2 separate regions of the Pan troglodytes genome follow, and region 2 is linked to region 1. A link is a contact called in public Hi-C data. All regions are on one chromosome and are shown on one strand. Each heading gives the region's core, a stretch centred on a gene start, on an enhancer-like site or on the middle of the called end of the contact. The rest is flanking DNA. Distances are from core to core; before and after follow the strand shown.

The links. A called contact is a pair of places that touch in the nucleus more often than the background predicts.
Region 2: a Hi-C map of induced pluripotent stem cells shows a contact between it and region 1, with 1.9 times the contacts expected there. The contact joins two enhancer-like sites. A contact is called at or near these places in 4 of 7 Hi-C or Micro-C datasets (blood, induced pluripotent stem cells, a lymphoblastoid cell line and 1 more).

Annotation. Positions count from the first base shown.
Region 1 is chr16:69,058,488-69,065,539 of NHGRI_mPanTro3-v2.0_pri, forward strand. It overlaps PEAK1 (pseudopodium enriched atypical kinase 1), which reads right to left. Exons shown (of 11, transcript XM_063795320.1): 11 at 2,938-5,475. The coding sequence ends at 4,312. Among named protein-coding and RNA genes, the nearest start is that of TSPAN3, 42 kb to the left of the region's middle. Within about 2 kb of position 3,189, at least 1 of the 24 cell types and tissues checked has an H3K27ac peak or open chromatin away from gene starts, as enhancers often do. A contact at or near this core is called in induced pluripotent stem cells, where this site is marked.
Region 2 is chr16:69,442,453-69,449,504 of NHGRI_mPanTro3-v2.0_pri, forward strand. No RefSeq gene overlaps it. Among named protein-coding and RNA genes, the nearest start is that of PEAK1, 74 kb to the left of the region's middle. Within about 2 kb of position 3,644, at least 9 of the 24 cell types and tissues checked have an H3K27ac peak or open chromatin away from gene starts, as enhancers often do. A contact at or near this core is called in induced pluripotent stem cells, where this site is marked.

The DNA.
Region 1 (7,052 bases), core at 1,939-4,438:
AATCATTTGAAATATAGTGTAGTATCCTAAATCCATCTCTATTTCTGTGACTAGCCTGTACTTTTTCAGATCACTGCTGGTAAAATCTAGAAGAAATCCTAATTGCAGTCAAATCTAGCGAAAACCCTAATTCCAGCAAAACCAAATGTCAGGTTACTTCCCAGAACCAAAGTATTCATAACTCAAAATTGAGACACTTAGTAGGACCCAAAGATCTTTCCTGGAAACTTTTTTTTGAGACGAAGTTGCTCAATCTCCCAGGCTGGAGTGCGATGGCGTGATCTTGGCTCACTGCAACCTTTGCCTCCTGGGTTCAAGCGATTCTCTTGCCTCAGCCTCCCGAGTAGCTTAGATTACAGGTGCCTGCCATCATGCCCGGCTAATTTTTGTTATTTTTAGTAGAGATGGAGTTTCACCATGTTGGCCAGGCTGGTCTCAAACTCCTGACCTCAGGTGATCTGCCCACCTCGCCCTCCTAAAGTGTTGGGGTTACAGGCGTGAGCCACTGCGCCTGGCCTGGGAACTTTATACTACTAGAAACTTTTAAGATATAATTTTTAGTAGTTTTACTCCCAGAAATGTCATTAATATTTCTAGAGCTTTAGATCTCTTGGCTTAGACTTTCCCATGTTTACAAACTTATTCTGAGTTTGGAAGCAAAACTGACCCCCACTTAATCTGATAATGGGAGGCTACTCCAACTGTTAAAATCCTAACCAATATGTTTTACTTCTAGCTCCTCAACAGCAGCAGGGTAGGTAGGATGAGTGCTTGTGCCCTCACCTCAACCCATACCTCACCCAGTTCATCTTCTGAGGGCAAATCTTGAAACTCATTGCCATATTCCTGGCTTCCAGTTCTAGCTCAGCCTAGGGGTTGGTGATTCTTACGTTGTTGTTCCACAGGTTACAGTGACTCTTTTTCTCATCCTGCTGTTATTCTTCATGAATTGGCTTCTAGGAAACCCAGTAGTGTACATATACCAAAAGGGCTCACCTCAGCCAGCACAGGAGGCTTCTTGAAGTTCTAGTCCTCTTTATGAAACATCCACTGAATTGCTTCCAAGACTAGGTTACCACTCTAACAAGGCACTCTGCTATACATTCAGTCTTGCTCTTGGCTACTTTAGCCACTGTTGTGTTTCTCTAGCACCCAAGTGTCACAGAGATTGTTCATGCTCATGTGGCTTAAGGAAAAGTTCCAATAGGAGCTTAATTGTTCAAACTCTCAATATAAATGGAAAACTCTACAGTATAGACTTCAATAGAAAACAATTTCCAATCAATATTGAAGGCAATAACTTCCTGTTACTTGAGAAAATGTAAAGTGCTATACTAGTCACAATTCAAACATTATAAATATATATATATATATATATATATATATATATATATATATATAAATGTGTGTGTATGTGTCTACAGAGGGTAGGATTTCTTTCCAGTTGATGAACAAATTCAAAGGTCCTACCACAATTAAAATGAAAAATATTTGTGATAATGTTAAACTGACTGAATTTCATTTTTTTTTGGAAAAATATTCTGAAGACCAACTCATGTAGTACTTTTTGCCTAGAAATATAGTTTCTTTCTCTATTCTGCTCTAACCTGTAACACCCCCTTCCCTCTCTATCTCACATTCTTTGGCCATCACCCAGAGAAAAATTAATCTAGCCACCTGTCTCTGGGAAGCCTGAGGCTTTTCTCTGGCTAGTTTGCATTCATCTTTTGCCCTTAACAAATCTGAATATAAAAACAGTACTAAAAACATCTGATATGAAGAGGTGCTCGGTTTACCAGTGCTGTTAAGATAATGGTAGTGGAGGTGTCCATGCTTATTATACCATAGAGTTAAAGTGAAGACTGGATCCAAATCATAACAGAAAAAGAGAAAGAAAAAAAAAAGATAAGTAGAGACATAACAAATAGAGGGACCAGGAAACATTCGGCATTAAATATGTAACCTCATTAAATAGTCAACATTCAAATTTACATGGGCAAGGCACCACGAACATGACATTGAGAAGGTATATCTCAATATGCAAGACATTGCAAGATGGGAGGTGGGGGAGGTTAAGGGAATGTACTGGCTGACATGGTCAGTGGTCTGTGTGCTGCCCTTCAGTGCATAATCAGGCAAGGAGTTATGTGCACATGTTCTATGCTAAGATGAACCAAACACCAACCTTCAAGGCAAGGCGCGGCCATGCCACAGGACACCAAGAGCAGACTGCTGGCCTGCAGCAGCATGCCCACTCCATGGCCATTCCTAGGAGCAGAGCCCTGCACTCTGGCTAGAGGAGGCAAGACTCTTTGTGGGCTAACCAGCCTTCTTTCCTGTGAGTCCTATATTGCTGGCCAGGGGATAAGGGACATTCTCCAAATAGAGCCTCACATATTACAATCACTTAAAAAAGTAATAAGAGCACAATAAAATACATTATTTTCCTTTCCTGATCCTCTTTGATATACATGAATCACATGAAAAGCTGTTAAAAATGTTAAAAGTTTAGAAATTTCCAAGGCCACTAATGTGCTATGTAAGTAATACTGCACAGTCAGTCTTGGCTTTAAGGAAACTCTGCACTGGTAGATGAGGGGCCTCAGGGCTCACTCACTCACTAGGCACAGAGAACATGTCTGTCAACCCCGCCACAGGTTGCTTCTCTAGAGGCCTGGCCTCTACTTCCAGCATGCGTGTGCACGCACACATGGGCACACAAGTGTACACACACATTGTTCGAGTGACTCTTGGGATTTCAAGGTCAAAGTAAACACATACTCACAGTTTTGAATAAAACAAGCACAGGTGAACATGTGTATACACACACACACACACACACACACACACACAACCCCAGTGGAAGGAACGCTCATCTCTTAGCGCAAATATGTGCCAAGGGAAGAAGGGGGAAGGTTTCTGTAGACTCGCTTCAGGTGAAGTTGCAATATAAACACTATAATATACAGCTAAAAAAAAATACATACAAAAATTGCACATATATCCATAGAAGGGGAGCACAGGCTGCACACATGGTGAACAGCTCTCAATCACCCACCTCAGCAATCAGAATTCCTGTGAGCTGTCCTCCAGAGCCATTTTACAGAGAGTCAGAAGGAGCAATGAGCCACTTAAACACTGGGAGGCAGTCTCTCTAGAAGAGGTCAACATTCTGAGGAGGTCAGCAGTCTCATCAGTGGCCTTCTTCCTCTCCCCTGCCTACGGCCATCCCAACAGCCCACCTCACTGTGCCCTCTAAAGGAGATCTTAGAGCTCCACTGACAGCTATTTCATTCAGGGCAATTGTTTACAGCATTTGGTAAACTAGTTAACACTGGCTACTGATAGAAGGGAGCTGGCCAATTACTGCTCGGGGAAAACTGCAAATGCTGACAGTTCTGACAGTAATCAAAGGGTACTTTAAACTCTGTTTCCTGATGGCCCCTAGAGAATTGCACATGCAAGAAAATCATCTCCTCATGCCCTGCCAGCTATTTATAAGCTCTGAACTGCACTCCACCCTGCTGAGGCATTGGTGACACCACCTTGGGTCAGCTCTGTAATGGGCCACAAGTGGCTGATAAATCCAAACTTCACTGGCAAGTGGGGACAGAGTGGAGAATCAGGCAGTGGCAGCAGAGGGGAGACTATTAGGGCTGTCCTCCATGCAGTGCACATACTTACAGATAATGGCAATGAAAATGGGTCTATGACCCAAGGATGGGATCTCTCCTTTTCTTTCTACTCTCTCCTGGAACAAAAGATATAGTCCCTGGTAACCAAAACTGGGCTGATGCTAAGGATGGCAGTTCTGCCTAGTAAGTCAGTTGTTGACACCTTAAAGGAAGAGTCTGTTGTCAGAGTCTACTGGGTCATGGTAGAGACTGGTTAAGTCTGTCTACTCTTAGTGAGAATAAATACTTGGTGCTAAAAAGATAGGTGATATCCAGAATTATGGAGGAAATGGACACAGCTCACTGGCTCACTGAGTTCATACCAAAGAAGCTGTCCCTTCAAGAATATGGATTTTCATTTTTACCTGCATTTATGGGACTCTTAGGATAGAAGGTGTTTCAAGGGAAGGCAACCGCAAGTTTGTGCAGCTGAATTTCTGTAAAGTTAAGACAGACTCAGCTTCTCATTCAATCTGGGGCAGTGGATAACCTTTCTGAATGGACCCACTTGTTCATGGACAGGGATAGAGGTTTGTCTTTCTTCTTTCCTTGAATCTGGAGTGAGCACTAGGGAGGGGAAGTGCATGGGTGACATGAAGAAGGTGAAGATGTAGTAAAAGCATCATCCAGGTACACATTAACGGTGCTGCAGAATTTTCACAATACAACTGAGGGAGTCTGTAGTGGCAAAAGCCAAATACTGAGCACAAAGCCAGTCCTCAAGGCTGATTCCACCTTCCCTGTCCAGGGACTTCTCAGCAAACTTGATCATGAGCAGTGTTCGCTTGATGTCTAGCCAGTTTTGGAGCAGGGTGTTCCTCTGTACTAGGCTAGGGCAGGCGGTGAAAGTCTGGAAGAGATCTTCGCGGGGGCCCCAGAGCAGACACTGGAGGATGCCTTTGGCGTCTGAAATGAGGATCCGCTCAGAGGGGTTGGGATTCAGGAGGCAGCTGGCCAGCTGCTGCAGACCCCGGGAGTAGGGGGAGCGGAATGGGATGCGAGGCAGGTCTGCTCGTGTGTATTCCCTCTCCTTCAGCTCTGGGTTCTCATCAAAGGGGTTGGGTAGGTGCAGCATCTCATAGATGAGGATGCCTGTCTGGAACTCGTCACACTTTTTATACTGGGTAGCTGTTATGATCTCTGGGGCAAGGCGAGACTGGTCCCGGAGGATCTCGGGGTCCACCAGATGGCTCTTCTGCTTGGCCTGAGAGAAGTTGCTCACTATAAGCCTAGTGGGATAAGATGAGGTGGGGCTGGGCTCTGCAGGCCCAAAGCCTTGAGCAGTCCCCCCAGGCTGGTAGTGGACAAGTAGCAGGTTCTCTAGGCGTAGATCGCAGTGAGTGACATGGTAGGGTTTGAGGTGCTCAAGACCAGAGCATAGCTGTAAGAGCAGCAGACACACCTGCCTCTCATACAAATCAGGGCTTTTCCCATGCTGGGCCAGAGAGTCTCGCACAAAATCAGCCACAGTAAGACATGGAACCTCCCTGGTGATGACCACAACATGGCTCCTCTGCTTCTTGCTCATGACTCCCTGATTCTCTTTCTGGGATGATGCTGCTTCAGAACAGGGCTTTGGGTTTTTCCCATCCATTTCTCCTCTGGCGTCTTCTTCAGTCTCTTCCATGTCATCCTCATCCTTTTCAGGGTCATCTGGATCCTCCCAGGGAAGCAGACGGTTAGGGACTTCAGCAAGGAAATGACCACAGTCCTGCTGAATGTTAAAATGGACAGCCAGACTCTGCCGGACAGCCAAGCTGTGATAATACTGCTGAGATTCTTTAGCTTTGCTCTTACAGATCTGAAAGATAATAAAACAATTCAAAACTCACACTCTCATAACCAGGTTTACGATGTATCAGGGAAGATTAACTGGAAGGTGACTGGTTAGGGACAAACGATCATATAGTAAAGTTGTTAGCAAGGCTTGCCCCATGTTAAGTGACAATAATAATGGTGGTAACCATTTCTCATGGTTGTCTACATGCCAGGCTGTGGTAAGCACTTTATGTGTACCATTTTTAGTCCTCACATTAACCTTTCAAAGTAGATTGAGGATCTAAGAATTTAAAAAAGAAAAAAAGCCCAGGGTTATGTGTGCAAACCTAAGTTTGTTTAATGCCAAAGCCTGCTCTTTCCACTATAACCTTGCACCTCATCAGAACAACAACAATGAAATAATTTTTCACTTACTTCTGTAGAGGTTTGTAGCCCAGAATGATACAGCAGGCCAATGGACTCAAAATGGAGACCAAAATACCTTATTTCATCACCCATTGCCCTTTGTGTCAACATCTCACAGCTTAGGAGAGTGATATAACATTGGCCAGGTAAACTGTGGGTTTTCCTAACTTTTCAATGAATGTCATTGTGATGGTCACAACACTGGCACTCATGGTTCACTGGTAGGGTTGAGAGAGTCATTGGTCTGACCTAGTCAGAACAAAGCCAACATTTCAATGGTGGTTTTCTGAGTTTTATGCTTTCTCTTAACAGGCCTCATTTAATACCCACTATTGAGGCAATAAAACCTTTCATAAAGAACTTTACTAAGTGGTTATGGATCAAGGAAGAATTTTTTGATCAAAAAAAGTTAGCCAAGAGTTCTACATACTGTGACGATTTTATTTCTACTCTTAAGGGGTTATCAAAGCAAAAAGTAAGTAAAACCACCCCCAAATGGGTTATTCTCATGCTATAGAGAGGCTGACCGTGGAAGACTGAGTCTCTAATACTAGTTCATGGATCATAATAGTCTGGTCTGGAGTCTGCTCCACAGCCCTGTTAACTGAGGGTCATTCTCTGCTCTCCCTCCTCAGCAGGGGCACACTGACACGTTACAAATATCAAAGGCTCCCAGGAACATGTACTCTCTGTAGTGTTTACACTGCGTGTTTATTACAATAATACAGAAAAGCAAAACTTAAAAAAGCAATTTCTAGTCATTTTTATTTAAAAAGAAAAATGTATACATTCTTAGGAAGATTCAGATAGGACCCAGTTCTGAGAAGCAGCACATTCTGATTTCCATTCAAATAGATTAAAAAAAAAAAAAAGGATCAAAGGCAAGGGAGTCTCAGCGGAGAAAAGCATCTCTCTCTCTCTTTCTCTTATTCTTTAGTTTATCATATTTATTACAGTTAAAGAAGCCTGATATCAGTGATCAGTGCCATGGAAATCAATCTATCTATCTATCTCTCTATCTATCTATCTATCTATCTATACCTGAGCACAAGTTCCTTCAAGTCTTCTACTACCTATTTAATTCAGTTTGAGGATATACTAAGTATTTCTTTTTTAAGCAAACTTCTGGTCTTGAACAGACATCCCCAGCCTGAGTTCAAGTTCAAACATATATCTTTCAGAAAATATTATCTC
Region 2 (7,052 bases), core at 2,394-4,893, 380 kb after region 1:
CAGGATGCTGCCTCACGTCCTGAACCTCGCCACAAATTCCTGCCCCACTGGCTGCTTCTGGCTTCCTCTTGCAATCCCAGGAGACAAAGGACTGTGAGGGAGGAAGGGAGCCGAGCATGGTCTCCCAGGCAGAAACCCTTTGGAAGATGCCGGAGCCTCAGCCTGCTTGCCCGGGTCTGCCTTTCTGGGTGGGAGGAGGGGCGGCCTCCCTACTCTTTCCAAATGTCCCTGTCTTAAACCCATGCAGCACAAAACAAGCCAGTTCATTGTGTTCTTGGATATAAATATTGATTCTAGGTGATGTTAACATTCTGTTCATAAAAGAATGTAACATATTTCTCCCACACCATATTAGACTGATGTGTTGTTTGGCCAAGGGAAGTACCGATTGCTGGCTTCTGCGAGAAAATGTGGACATTTAAATGCATGCAGCTTTCAGAAGTCTAGGAAGCAGCCTCAGAACAGCAACCAGGCCCCTGGGTTGGCTTCAGCTCTGCCCTCCTCCATCCAGTTTCTCCTTTTCCATCTCCATTGTTTGCACATGCCTTTGGTATTTCTGATCACTTGTAATTTAAGAAAATGCTTTCTTGGAATTGTATCTTCTTTCTCAAGGACCTGTTAATGTGGGACATTTGCTTTCTTCAGGAGGGCCCGGAAGGTCAGGACCAAACATTTTTAGTTTTCTTCCCCAGGGGAAAAGATCTGGGAGGTCCTGTCCTCCCGTTTACTTTTTCCCCTTCTCTGCATGTCGGAGGGAAGGGCAAAGTCTTCAGACCAGAGGTGGTCCCGCCAAGCGCTCCACCGAGGCCTGACCAAGCCCAGGACTCAGATGTGTTGGCCGCCTTGGCAAGGCAAATTCCCCACATTCCACAAGTGCTCTTGAGGGAGAAATAGAAGTAATGAGAAAGTGGAATTCTTGATGTGTATGCGTGCTCACTCGGGTGCCAATTCATCCGACACAGACAGATCCCTGGCCTTATTTCGCAAGAGAGTAATACAGCCCATTTCCAGATGTGCGGGAGGACGGCCCGGGACCCAGTGCTGGCAGGAGAGCTGGCGCCCTCTGCTGTCCCGGCCAGGAAACACTGCAATGGTGGGAAAGAACCTGGGGTTCCTGAAAGCCGGCAGCTCTGTTACAATCCATAGCCGACCCTCGCAAGTGTGGAAGGGGCCTGCAACTCCTTGCTGTTGAAATGATGAACCTGCAAGGGGCTGGGTTCCCTCCTTCTAGCTGGCTCTCTTTGTGTTTCGTGGCTCTAAATGAGCCAGAAATGATGAGGATTTACAATAAAACCCCAGCCTCCCACAGCATCTGCTGGTCCCGTTCCCGAGAAGGTGAGGAAGAGTGGCACTGTCTCTGGCCTGTGAACCTGGCCAGCAGGCCTAGGCAAGGCGAGACAATGAGGGCAGCTTGCCCAAGAGGAGGCCTCCTGCTGATTAGCAGCCCTCGGGCCATACCCTTGCCTGAGAATGCAGCTTCTGGAGGCCTGGCTGGCTCCAAAGCTTCCAGCCGAGTGGAAGCTGCAACTGCTCCCACTCAGGCATACTGGCATCTCTAAGGGGCCTCAGAGCTGGCACAGCCAAGAGACTGGCTCAGCTTACAAGCTTAGACAGAGCTGCCACCCCCTCTGCCCTGCTGCCTGCCAAGACAGCAGCACAGCAGTGGGTCTGGGGCCAGGGCCAGGCTTGCTGCTGCAGGAGAAAGAAAGAGATATTAATAGAGAGAGAGAGAGAGAGAGAGAGAGTGTGTGTGTGTGTGTGTTGGTGAAACGTAGGGTGGAGATATTAGGGGGATGCAAGGGGGATGGCTGGTGAACTATACTTGGACAGCCTTTCAGTTCTGCAAAAAGGCACAAAACAATCAGTTTTTGTTTTCTGGAAGATTTTTAATTTTTTTTTTTTTTTTTTTGTAAACCAATCTCTTCCCTGCTGGGAGAAGAAAAACCCAACCCGCCAAGCAACCCCCTAAAAACAATGCCCTTCTCTCTCTGGGACCAATTTTCAGGCTGCACAGCAGTCCTGACAAGGTCAACAAGCTGGAGCTGTAAGTGGAAGATCTTTATCTAGGTGGGAAATAGGAAAATCATTTGACTGATAAAAGGAAATACAATAAATAGCATCTAAATTCCTGGCTGCATCCCCCAGGCCCCTCCTCTGCTGGAGAAAGTGCGTGGGCCAGGGATACATGTGCTGCTCCAGCATGTTTAAAAATAGCATGCAGCACACAGCCCTTTCTTACCTTCCAGAAAGACTTCATTACCGGATCCTCAGCCCTGAGCCTGCAGAGCTGCTGCCGGCACTTTCTTCTCCCTGCGCTGGATTTTTCTCTTTGGAAGCATTAAGGGAGTGCATGTGATACATTTTACTCACGGGCCAGCTCCTGCTCAGCTAGTTTCAATCTAGGCACGTCTAGAGCTCACGTTGAAAGTCCATTGTATTTAATGGGGTGTTAACTCTGTTTATTCTCTGGGACCTGTGCCGTAATTTTACACTCTGCAAAACTAGCAACTTGAACCAGAAATGATATTCCTCTTTCCCCATGCCCACCCCAGTGGGCTGCAGTCCCCAGGCACCTCTGGCCCTGCTTCCCAGGGTTCCTGTAGCTCAGGTAGCTGAAGAAATTCTGCATGCCATGGGAGATGGGAACTCTGGGGTCCACATCCAGTTCTGCCGCTTGTTAGCACTGGTGCAGCCTGAAGCAGGTCTCTTCAGCTCCTGGAGACATTTTTCACATCTGTGAAATGGAGATTTTAATCTGCCCCATGTATCTCAAAAGGCATACAACAATCTCATAGTGGAAAAACATTTTCCTGGGTTCTACAAAGACACCGTCCTATTATTCCCAACTGGGCCACTTCAGCATCACCTCGGAAGCCACTTAACCCCTTCGGATCTCCATCTCTCCACTAAAACCTTGGGGATTTGAATAGGACTATAAAATCCACTAATCAGTCTGAATCTTCACCATGCTGTTGTGATTTTTTTATAAGTCCATTATTCCTTCCACCTTTATTGGCTGGCATTCTACTCTTGGGAAGACTTTCTTGTCTCCCCACTTACTTATTCTCAGGGCCTGGCCCTAGAAGGTGCTGAAGACTTCATATAGGACTGGATGACCCCCTCTAGCTCTCAATCTCCGAGTCTCCAGGAAAATAAATGAAGCACATACTATTCTAATACATTCTACCATTCTGTGGGAACTGTGCCTTCCGTTATTCCCACCTGAGCTAAAATCCCGACACTTAGGGAGCTTCCAGGGTCCTTATTGCTCAAACATCATCTGGACCTTGGCATTCCTCCTCCAGTGCCAGGCCTTCCCTCCTGCATAAAACAGCTCAGAGCTGAGTCGCCCTTGCTGGAGTTCCTGATCTCTCTTTCCAGCTCCCTCAGGGCTTCTCCATCTGGCATCCTGCAGAATCCTCAACTCAATTTGTCCAAAATTAAATATGTATTCTTCCCAAACCCACATTTTCTCCAATACCTATCAGCTCAGTTAAAAACTCCACTGCTCTCTGAAGCTGGAGAGCCTGGAATCCTACACGCCTCTCCCCAGCTCTTTACCCTGCTCCCAGCCCTCCACATCTCATTCACAGAATGCTCCCCCCCTACACACACACAGAGCCCTGGAATCCCCCTAACAGCTGGCCCTTCTCAACACCTCCAGGACAGGCCTTTGTGGGAGTCTTCAGCTTTCAGCTCTCCTGGGGCTCTCCTAATAGCCCATTGTTTTGTTTTTCCTCTTTTTTGCTATTAACTAGTTCTATAATAGCCTTCTAACTAGCCTTAGTATAGCCAGTCTCATTTGTCCCCCTCTTAACTCCCCTCCACCAGTTCATCGTGCACACCACTACAAAAGCAACCTTTCTAAAATGCAAGATTAGTCTTGCAAATATCTTTTTCTTTTCTTTCTTTTTTTTTTTTGAGACAGGGTCTCACTCTGTCTGTCGCCCAGGCTGGAGTGCAGCAGCACGATCCAGGCTCACTGCAACCTCCGCCTCCCAGGTTCAAGGGATTCTCCTGCCTCAGCCCTCCCTAATAGCTGGGACTACAGGGGCACACCACCATGCCCAGCTAATTTTTGTATTTTTAGTAGAGACAGGGTTTCACCATGTTGGCCACGCTGGTCTTGAACTCCTGACCTCAAATGATCCACCCGCCTCAGCCTCCCAAAGTGCTGGGATTACAAGGGTGAGCCACTGCGCCCAGCCATATCACTCTATTTTAAATGAGATCATAGTTGTGGTAGTTGCTTTTGTTTTTAAGCCTTACAAAAATTCTATACGATAAGAATTATTAGCATGAAACTAAGATGAAACTAAGACTTAGCTAGGTTAAAGGACCTAAAGCCACATAGCTATTACACCTTGCAGAACCAGAATCTGAACTCAGGTCTGCTTTGTACTGCAAAACCCATGTTCGAAAGTATTTAAGGTACCTGGCACAGAGCAGGTGGACCAATGTTATATTCTTTATATGCCCCCTTTTCTATAAACTTCAGTCTCTTCAGCAGGGTGCAAGGGCCTATCCCATAGTGGGTGGCGTATGTCTCCAAATGCATCTCCTGTTACTGTGTGGCCCATCATCATCACTACCACTACCCATTAGGCAACATCAGACCACTCACTGTTCCCCAAACCCTCCCTGTTCTTTTTTTTTTTTTTTTTTTTTTTTTGAGACAAAGTCCAGCTCTTGTGCTCTTGTCTCCCAGGCTGGAGTGCAATGACACGATCTTGGCTCACTGCAACCTCCGCCTCCCGAGTTCAAGCGGTTCTCCTGCCTCAGCCTCCCAAGTAGCTGGGATTACAGGTGCCTACCACCATGACCGGCTAATTTTTATATTTTTAGTAGAGACAGGGTTTCACCATGTTGGCCAGGCTGGTCTTGAACTCCTGACCTCAGGGGATCCACCTGCCTTGGCCTCCCAAAGTGCTGGGATTACAGGCATGAGCCACCGCGCCTGGCCCTCTCTGTTCTTTTTTAAACTTTCTTTTTGAAATCCTCTTTCCTACTGCTTGGCAAGGCTTTTCTTACCTTGTCCTTCCTGCTCTGCAAGCCCAGATCAGATAGCACCCATTCTGTGATGCTTTTCCTGATCCCCAAACTCAGAATTCGCGGCTCCAGCATCCCTCTTGCCAGCACCACTTGTTACGTATGCCTATTCTGATACTGATCATATTGGTGTGTGGCTATTCAGTCCTGTTTCTTCTCATCTTTGTATCTCCAAACCTGGCACTGTGCCTGGGACAAAGTAAGCACTCAGTAGTAAGTCTGTTGAGTTGAGTTCAGTCCTGCATCCTTCCCTGTGACTAATGCTTCATTTCATCTGTCTTGCAAAGGTTAGAATGTCTCTGAAGACTTGTTTGCATCACCTCCACTCTCTCTGATTTCCACACCCACCACCCCATTGAAGTTGCTCCTGGCAACTTCTTGAGAGATCTCCTCATTACCAGAACACTCTCTTGTCCTCACCCTCCAAAAGTTGCAGCAGCACTGGGCATGATTTCCTCCCTTCTTTTAAGTGACTCCTCTCCCTCGGCTTCTGCCATCACAGTCTCCTGCTTTCTTTTGCCTCTCAGGCTCTCTTGGGACTCCATCTGAGCCCTGGAAGTAGAGAACCTCAGAGCTCCGACCTGGGTCGCATTCTCTTCCCTCTACATTCCTTCCTGAAGAGACTTGTCTATTCCCATCATTTAAAGCAGGACCACTATCTTCAGCTCTCAGCTCTAGATTCAGATACGTGACAGCTGTTTGACATCTCACTTAGATCATCCTTAGGTACTTTGGGCTTGAAAGCCTAACAATTGACTCCCAGGTGTACCCCCAGACCCTTCCTCCTTCAGTCTTTCTCTGTTCACTAAAAGGCAACATAACGAAGGGTCCCCTTCTTGGGATGTTGGGAGCCAGTCTCTAGGAGGGAAGGTGCCTTAGAAGAGGGGGCAAATCTGGGGATATCTGAATATCATGCATTCCTACCTCTGACTTAACCTTAGAGAAACACCAGATGCCTTAACCATGTATTCAATGCCTGGCATGATCTGGCCCCAGCATCCCTTTCCAGGCCCAGCTTTCATCTCGCCCCTAGATCAGAAATGGGTGAAGTATGGTCCATGAGCCAAATCTGGCCCACATGTTTTTCTACCGCCTGTAAGCAAAGAATAATTTTTTATATTTTTAAGTAGTTGAAAAAAATCAAAAGAAGAATATTTGGTGACACATGAAAATTACATAAAATTCAAATATCAGTGTCTATAAATAAAGTTGTATGAAATACGGCCATGCTGGTTTATTTACTTATTATCTGTCTCTGCTTTCTAGCTACAAAGGCAGAGCTGAGTCGTTGGAACAGACTTATAACCTACAAAGCCTAAAATATTTACTATCTGGCCTTATACTGAAAAAATTTGCCAAGCCCTGCTCTAAGCCAGTCCCCTGTTCCCTAAACACACCTTGCAAACTTCTAGTTTGGCACACACTGATCTCTGCTCCTCTCTATCTAAATCTTACGTCTCTTTACCCCTTGCCAATGCAGCATCTTCTAGAATCTTCCTTGTCTCCTCCATTCAGTGGTTTCTCATCCTTCTCCAAATCCCTCTGCTAACACGTAAAGTTGGTGGACTTACCACCCAAGGCCTTAGATGACTATTAGTTTCTGGTGTATGTCACATGTCCTGTCCAGATTGGGAGCCACATGACGACAGAGATGGTATCTGTTCATCTTGTATAGCAGGGCCCAGCACAATGCTTAGCAATATCATAAGTGCTTAGAAAGTAGGTGTTAAAGGCTAGGTTCAATGGCTTATACCTGTAATCCCAGCACTTCGAGAGGCCAAGGCAAGAGGATCACTTGAGGCCAGGAGTTTGAGACCAGCATGGGCAACATAGTGAGACCCTGTCTCTACAAAAAATAAAAAAAAATTAGCCAGGCGTGATGGCATGCCCCTGGAGTCCCAGCTACTCAGGAAGCTGAGGTGGGAGGATCATTTGAGCCCAGGAGTTCAAGGTTGCAGTGAGCTAGGATCCCACTGGACTCCAGGTTAGGCAACAGAGTGAGG